Linked DNA regions of Sus scrofa: region 1 is linked to region 2. A link is a contact called in public HiChIP or PLAC-seq data. All regions are on one chromosome and are shown on one strand. Each heading gives the region's core, a stretch centred on a gene start, on an enhancer-like site or on the middle of the called end of the contact. The rest is flanking DNA. Distances are from core to core; before and after follow the strand shown. Region 1 holds the start of PDSS1 (decaprenyl-diphosphate synthase subunit 1). Region 2 holds the start of ACBD5 (acyl-CoA-binding domain-containing protein 5).

The links. HiChIP or PLAC-seq counts read pairs in DNA pulled down with a chosen protein or histone mark.
Region 1: a contact with region 2 is called in an H3K27ac HiChIP or PLAC-seq map of alveolar macrophages. The contact joins the promoter of PDSS1 here to the promoter of ACBD5 in region 2. A contact is called at or near these places in 2 of 5 promoter capture datasets (fetal liver and liver) and 1 of 2 datasets of contacts at active chromatin or transcription factors (alveolar macrophages).

What each region holds. Positions count from the first base shown.
Region 1 is chr10:49,118,758-49,121,694 of Sscrofa11.1, reverse strand. PDSS1 (decaprenyl-diphosphate synthase subunit 1) reads left to right here and starts at 1,302. Exons shown (of 12, transcript XM_005668142.3): 1 at 1,302-1,509. The coding sequence starts at 1,375.
Region 2 is chr10:48,920,890-48,923,796 of Sscrofa11.1, reverse strand. It overlaps ACBD5 (acyl-CoA-binding domain-containing protein 5), which reads left to right and starts at 1,420. Exons shown (of 14, transcript XM_013980249.2): 1 at 1,420-1,557; 2 at 2,864-2,907.

The DNA.
Region 1 (2,937 bases), core at 53-2,552, 200 kb before region 2:
CTAGGAACCATGAGGTTGCGGGTTCGGTCCCTGCCCCTGCTCAGTGGGTTAACGATCCTGCGTTGCCGTGAGCTGTGGTGTAGGTTGCAGATGCGGCTCGGATCCTGCGTTGCTGTGGCTCTGGCCTAGGCCAGTGGCTACAGCTCCGATTCGATCCCTAGCCTGGGAACCTCCATATGCCGCAGGTGCGGCCCAAAGAAATAGCAAAAAAAAGACAAAAAAAAAAAATACTTTGAAGATAAGTGTAAAAATAATGTGCTCAGCAATACGAGCACTTTCATTCTTTAATGCAAAATGCGTGAGTCGAAAGAAAAAAAAATATTGGAGAATCATGGTTGCCTTTTTATTGGACTATTTTCTCATAAGAGTGAATTGTTTGAGGACAGAGTAAGTTTCTTCTATATCTGTATCCTTAGTGCTTACACTTTGTCTCCTTGTGTACACGTACTGAATGATTATATCACAACTTCTGTTATAAATACGCTCTCTCAGTACCACGAGGAGATCTGACCATAGAATAAAGGAAAGGTCTTTCTAACTCATAGAGGGTATTAATCCTGTCCATTCTCCAGTATTCCCTGGGATGGTTACAAATAGATTCACCATTACCAAATATTAAAGAACTTCACACAGCTTGGTACACACCCGAAAGGTACTCAAATCTAGATGTGCCTAAGACTGCCAAACTAGGCTACACTATACCTAAAAGGTTTTCAGAGGAGAGAATCCAAAAGTGGAGAGATGGGGCTAATCTAGCTTCTCTTTCACAAGAACCCTGTCGGGGGGGGGTGTTGACTTATTACTGGAAAGACGCAAAAGGCTGTCACTTTCAAGGCCAGGTCGCCACGAAAAGCAAACGAAGGCGTGACAGGTGCCAGTTAAGAGAAGCAGCAGCAGAAACTGGAGCCACTGGATTAGCAAAATGGGAATTAGATTCTTTACGTCCTATTTCCACCTAAACACGCAAAAGCAAAGTTAGCCCCATTTCGGCATACGCCTTGTGTTATTTTTGACTGACTGCGGGTCCTCCAGGTTGCATTTTTGCGGTGACTACTTGAACACCGGTTGGGCGGGGTCGGAAGAGGCCACTCCCCGAGAAGAAGATCACGCTGGTTTTTCCCAGGCTGGCGCGGCGTCAAGGGATCCAGCCGCCCCGGCGCCGCCACACGCGAGCCCCTCTGCGGCCACCCCTCCAGCTCCTCTGCGGGAAGCGCAGGGAACGCTGGGCGGACCGCGACCCCTTGGTGGCGAAGGGGCGGGGCGAGCGGGGCAGAAGCTCTTCCGGTGCTGGACTTCCGGCTCCGGGTCCCCGGAGGAGGGGCCACTGGGCCAGAGGCGGAGCTGCCGCCCAGCCGCGACTTTCAGACTCGGACCATGGCCTCGTGCTGGTGGCGGTGGCGGCGCGGCTGCTTCTGGAGGCCGGCGGCACGGAGCCCTGGGCCTGGCTCTCCCGGCCATGCGGGGCCGTCTGGGCAGCGCGCCGCCGCTGCCGCTGTTGCCCGTGCGCAGGTGAGGCCGGGGAGCGCGTGCGGCGGCCGGGCGCAGAGGTCACGGCGCCAATGACAGCAGCAGGGCGGAATGAATGGGCGCGTGTTGCACGAGTGACGCGCGGGGGCTAGGGGGCTGGGGTGGAACGCGACCCCGGGCTGGAAGGGCCTTGGGGAAAGGACCGAGCTGAGGGCTGGGTGCCCGGTTTCTGCCTCAATAGGATTATCCCGCGCAGAGCTTCGGAGAGTTGTTCTGGGGACCGGGGAGCACCTAGGGTGTGGCGAAGGGGCTGTGAGGAGCCAGGTCCCGGGGGAAACGCAGGCAGTTGCTCTGTGTCTCTTGAGGTACCGGCAGAGTAAAGCGTGAAGAGCGTCCGCAGTTGTTTCGAGTTACAGCCAGGGCTTCGGAGCACCGAAACTTAACTGGGATTTCAGAGCAGAAGGTGCTCTGAACGCTCAGAGGTACGAAGGACCGGGGTAGCCTCAGAATAGGCGACTTGTGGAAGACTGGTTTCACCTGTGCTGTGGTTGATTCGGAGGGAAGGCACACCTTGACCAGGTGGAAGGACACGGGTAGGAGAAGAGTGAGGATGCCGTAAACAGAGAAACCTTGACCTTTAAATCGACCTTTGACTTCCTGAAACAGAGTCAGAATCTGAGCACCAACCATGCCTCCTTGACGCTCTCCCCTGCTGCCTTTGGACTCCATCTCGTTTTTCTCCCTTTCCGGTCAGTTTAGCTCCTGTGTGTTGATAAGTTTCTATGGTTCTGTGAGTCCTTTTCGCGCTTTGTAGTGATAAACTCTCAACGTGCACTAGGCTAGGCTCGTACTGTTCAGCCTAACAACGTAAACTTTGTGGACTCACCTTTTTAGAGACTTCTCCGGTCACCGAAATTATGTATATAATTGTGTAATAGTTGTATGTGCTCACCTCTCATATATAAGGCTAATTTATTTTGAAGTTTGAATTTAGAACTCTTGTTTCATTCGGATTTCGCTGTACCCCATCAGACACTGTTTCACATATAGGAAATATGTAGCATTTCTAAATGTCTACTTATGGATACATATCTCAACTTATGGAAAATAGACATTTGGAGAGAGAATGACAGGTAGTCTAGTCTATGGACTAGACAGTAAAGGGAGACAATGGGGAAAAGAGAACCTACTGAGATCCATTTCAATACTGTCCTAGCAAGCCTTCAAATATCTCTGGTACCACAGATGAGGACATTATTTGGAGAGATGGACACCCCATTGATGCCACTGGAAACTTCTTGTCTTTGACTCTCTCTCTCTTTTTTTTTTTTTTTTTTTTGATTCCATGCCCATTAAACAATTATCTCAGACAGGGTACTTTCCTGGAGAAAAAAATGTGCTCTCTCTCTGACTTGACCGAAAGGAGAGTTTGTGCTGATGACACCAATACCGGATATTTCTGATTGGTGT
Region 2 (2,907 bases), core at 171-2,670:
GAACTCCTAGTGGGCCAATTCTTAATTAAAATATCTCTAGAAATATGTGATCAAGGACAATCATCTATTGTGGTGATCATAATACATATATCGAATCATGGAGTTCCCATCATGGCTCAGTGGTTAACGAATCTGACTAGGAACCATGAGGTTGAGAGTTCGATCCCTGGCCTTGCTCAGCGGGTTAGGGATCCAGCATTGCCGTGAGCTATGGTGTAGGTTGCAGATGCGGCTCAGATCCCGAGTTGCTGTGGCTCTGGCATAAGCTGGCGGCTACAGATCCAATTAGACCTCCAGCCTGGAAACCTAGATATGCTGAGGGAGTGACCCTAGAAATGGCAAAAAGACAAAAAAAAAAAAATTGAATCATTATGTTGTACACCTGAAACTATTGTTATATAGATATATATTGTACATCAATACATCTCAATTTTTTAAAAAAGAATGCTTCATAATAGGCACTGTGCTGAAAGTACTAAAAGCCATTAGTGTTCCATAAGATATATTTTAGGTGGAATTACAGGATTGCATAATTGGAAGGCACCTTAGGAACTGATTCAATCCATCATATGTCAATCATTATATGTCAGTAGGAATTACCACATCTAAACCAGCACTGCTAACTTCTTTACCTGAATAACCTCAATGTCCTTTCTCCTTATACTATTATCCTTGACTGTAAATCCATACTACCAGCAAACAGAAATACAACAGACATCACTGGCAGAAAAATTCTTATTCATCACTACCTAAAGACCAACATACTCTAAATTAGCTTATTATGAACAGTTGTCAAAATGAAGTCCTAGATGTGAAATAAATATCCAAACCTTTTTATAAGTATGCATAACTGAGTGAAATTGAAACGGATATATAACAAAAGAGCAAGAAAAGATTAGAGGAAGCAGCAGCTATTCAGCACATAACCTCCCCCTCGTTTGAATAAATTAGAAAAATTGTTAGTCTCTTACACTTTGGTGTCCCGCAAAAAGTCCAAGATTTAAAGCAAGGTTTTTTTGGATTGACTGACGCCTGGTTCAGCTACTCCTGTACTTACTACTACTTGACCTTGAGAAAATCAGTTAATATGATTTTCAATTTCCTCATTCGTAAACACCCTACAGGGTTTTTGGAATACATGTTACATGCCTGGCAAATATCAGGCACGCAGTAAGGCATAGTCTTTACTACCTGAAGGCAATATAACAGCACACGACCTCAAAGTTAATAAGCCTCAGGAGCAAGAAATGAGACGGATCTCCAGGACCTCTCTGAAAGACACCACGGAGGGTCTGTCCCTTTGGCTGAGGCGGATGTGGTATTTGGCAGGAGCTCAAAGGACGACGCAACAGGAAGGCGGGATTTCCGCCGCAACGGCTCCAGCGTCTGCCGGACCAAGGAACCAAACAGGAACAAGTGGGAGGAACGACCTCAGCTGGAGGCAGGTGTCCCGAAGCGTAGCGGAGCGGGGACTACATTTCCCACAAGTCCGCGGGGGCAGGGCGAGGGGCGGGCGTCGGGGACCTTACCGGACAGGTCTTGCCCGGCAATGCTAAGGTAAATGCCGGCACTGCGACTCCAAGGGAAAAGTAACTTAGAGCCTGCGCCTAAATTTGGACTAGTCACCCTCTAACCCATCCCGAACTGACGGAAGCGACCTGGCAATTTTGGGATTTCCAGGCCGCAGGACTCCGCCCCCAGAACCCGTAGCAGTGCCCCCTCGGTGGGCCTGGGGGCGCATCCTACATGCCTGAGGACGCGGGGCGCTGTGCTAGAAAGGTGAAGGCCCAGGATACCCCTTTCTAGGGTTGACGATCCGTACTGGTCCCCCGTTCGCCCCTCCCCCACGCCCTGTCGCCCATTAGGTCTGCCAGAAGCTGTACTGTGCCCGGCTTCCTGGGGCTAGATATCGCGGGTGGTGCAGGGGAAGGTGCTCTCTCTCCCCCAGCCCAGTCTAATTAGCCGGCGATCTCCCGTCTCCTTTGGTTGTTGCGCAGACGTCCTTGCCTTGGGGGCGGCTAAAGCTGTCAAAGACTGAGAGCCAAGCACGGCTAAACACTCCATCCAGCATCCCTAATCCTTTCATATACCCTTTAGGGTGATATAAAGATTGTCACTGGAGAGGCTAAGTAGCTTACCCTGGGTGACAGAACTAAAATGGCAGAACTTAAGTTTCGTAACAAGCCTCTGCGGATCTAAAGCTCTTAAGTCCCATCAGCTTTCTCAAACCCTAACCTCAGGAGCAGGCGCTGAAGACCAAAGTCATTTTTTTTTTTTTTGCCCAGCGGTACCACGCGCGCTGCAACCCCGCGTCGGCTACTCTGGCGCGGACCCAGCAATCCATTCTGTTTTAAACATCGAGCCCTGGGCTCTCCGCGGATCCACCTGACTGCTTTTATTTCCCCCCTTCTCCGGCCCTCCTCTGGGGACCTACAGTTCGCGTCATCTCGGTGGCCGCGGGGACGGTGGGTGGAGTTTACTGCGCAGCGGCGGCTGCAGCGAGTGGGTCCGGGGAGGGTTTGGGGCGGGGCCGCAGGGAGGGCGCGGACAGACAGACCGACCTCGCCGGGATGGGGGGTGTGGCTGCTCCACCAGGGTCCTGCGGGTGGGAGAGTGGCTCCGCCACCACCAGTGGCCGGGGCTCCTCTGACTCCTGCTAGAGATGCTCTTTCTCTCGGTGAGTTGTTTTTCTGTCTTGGAGGCCTGGCTCCCAGCCTTGGTCACGCCCCGGGGAGGAAGAAGGAGCCGGGCCTTATCGGACGGTGTGGCCTGGATGGGGCAGGGCCACGGGGAACTGACCAGCTGCTCTCTGGGTCCTCCTCCCTGTGGGCATGTTGATCCGCGGCTGCGCTCCTTGTTCCAGTTTCATGCAGGCTCCTGGGAAAGCTGGTGCTGCTGCTGCTGCCT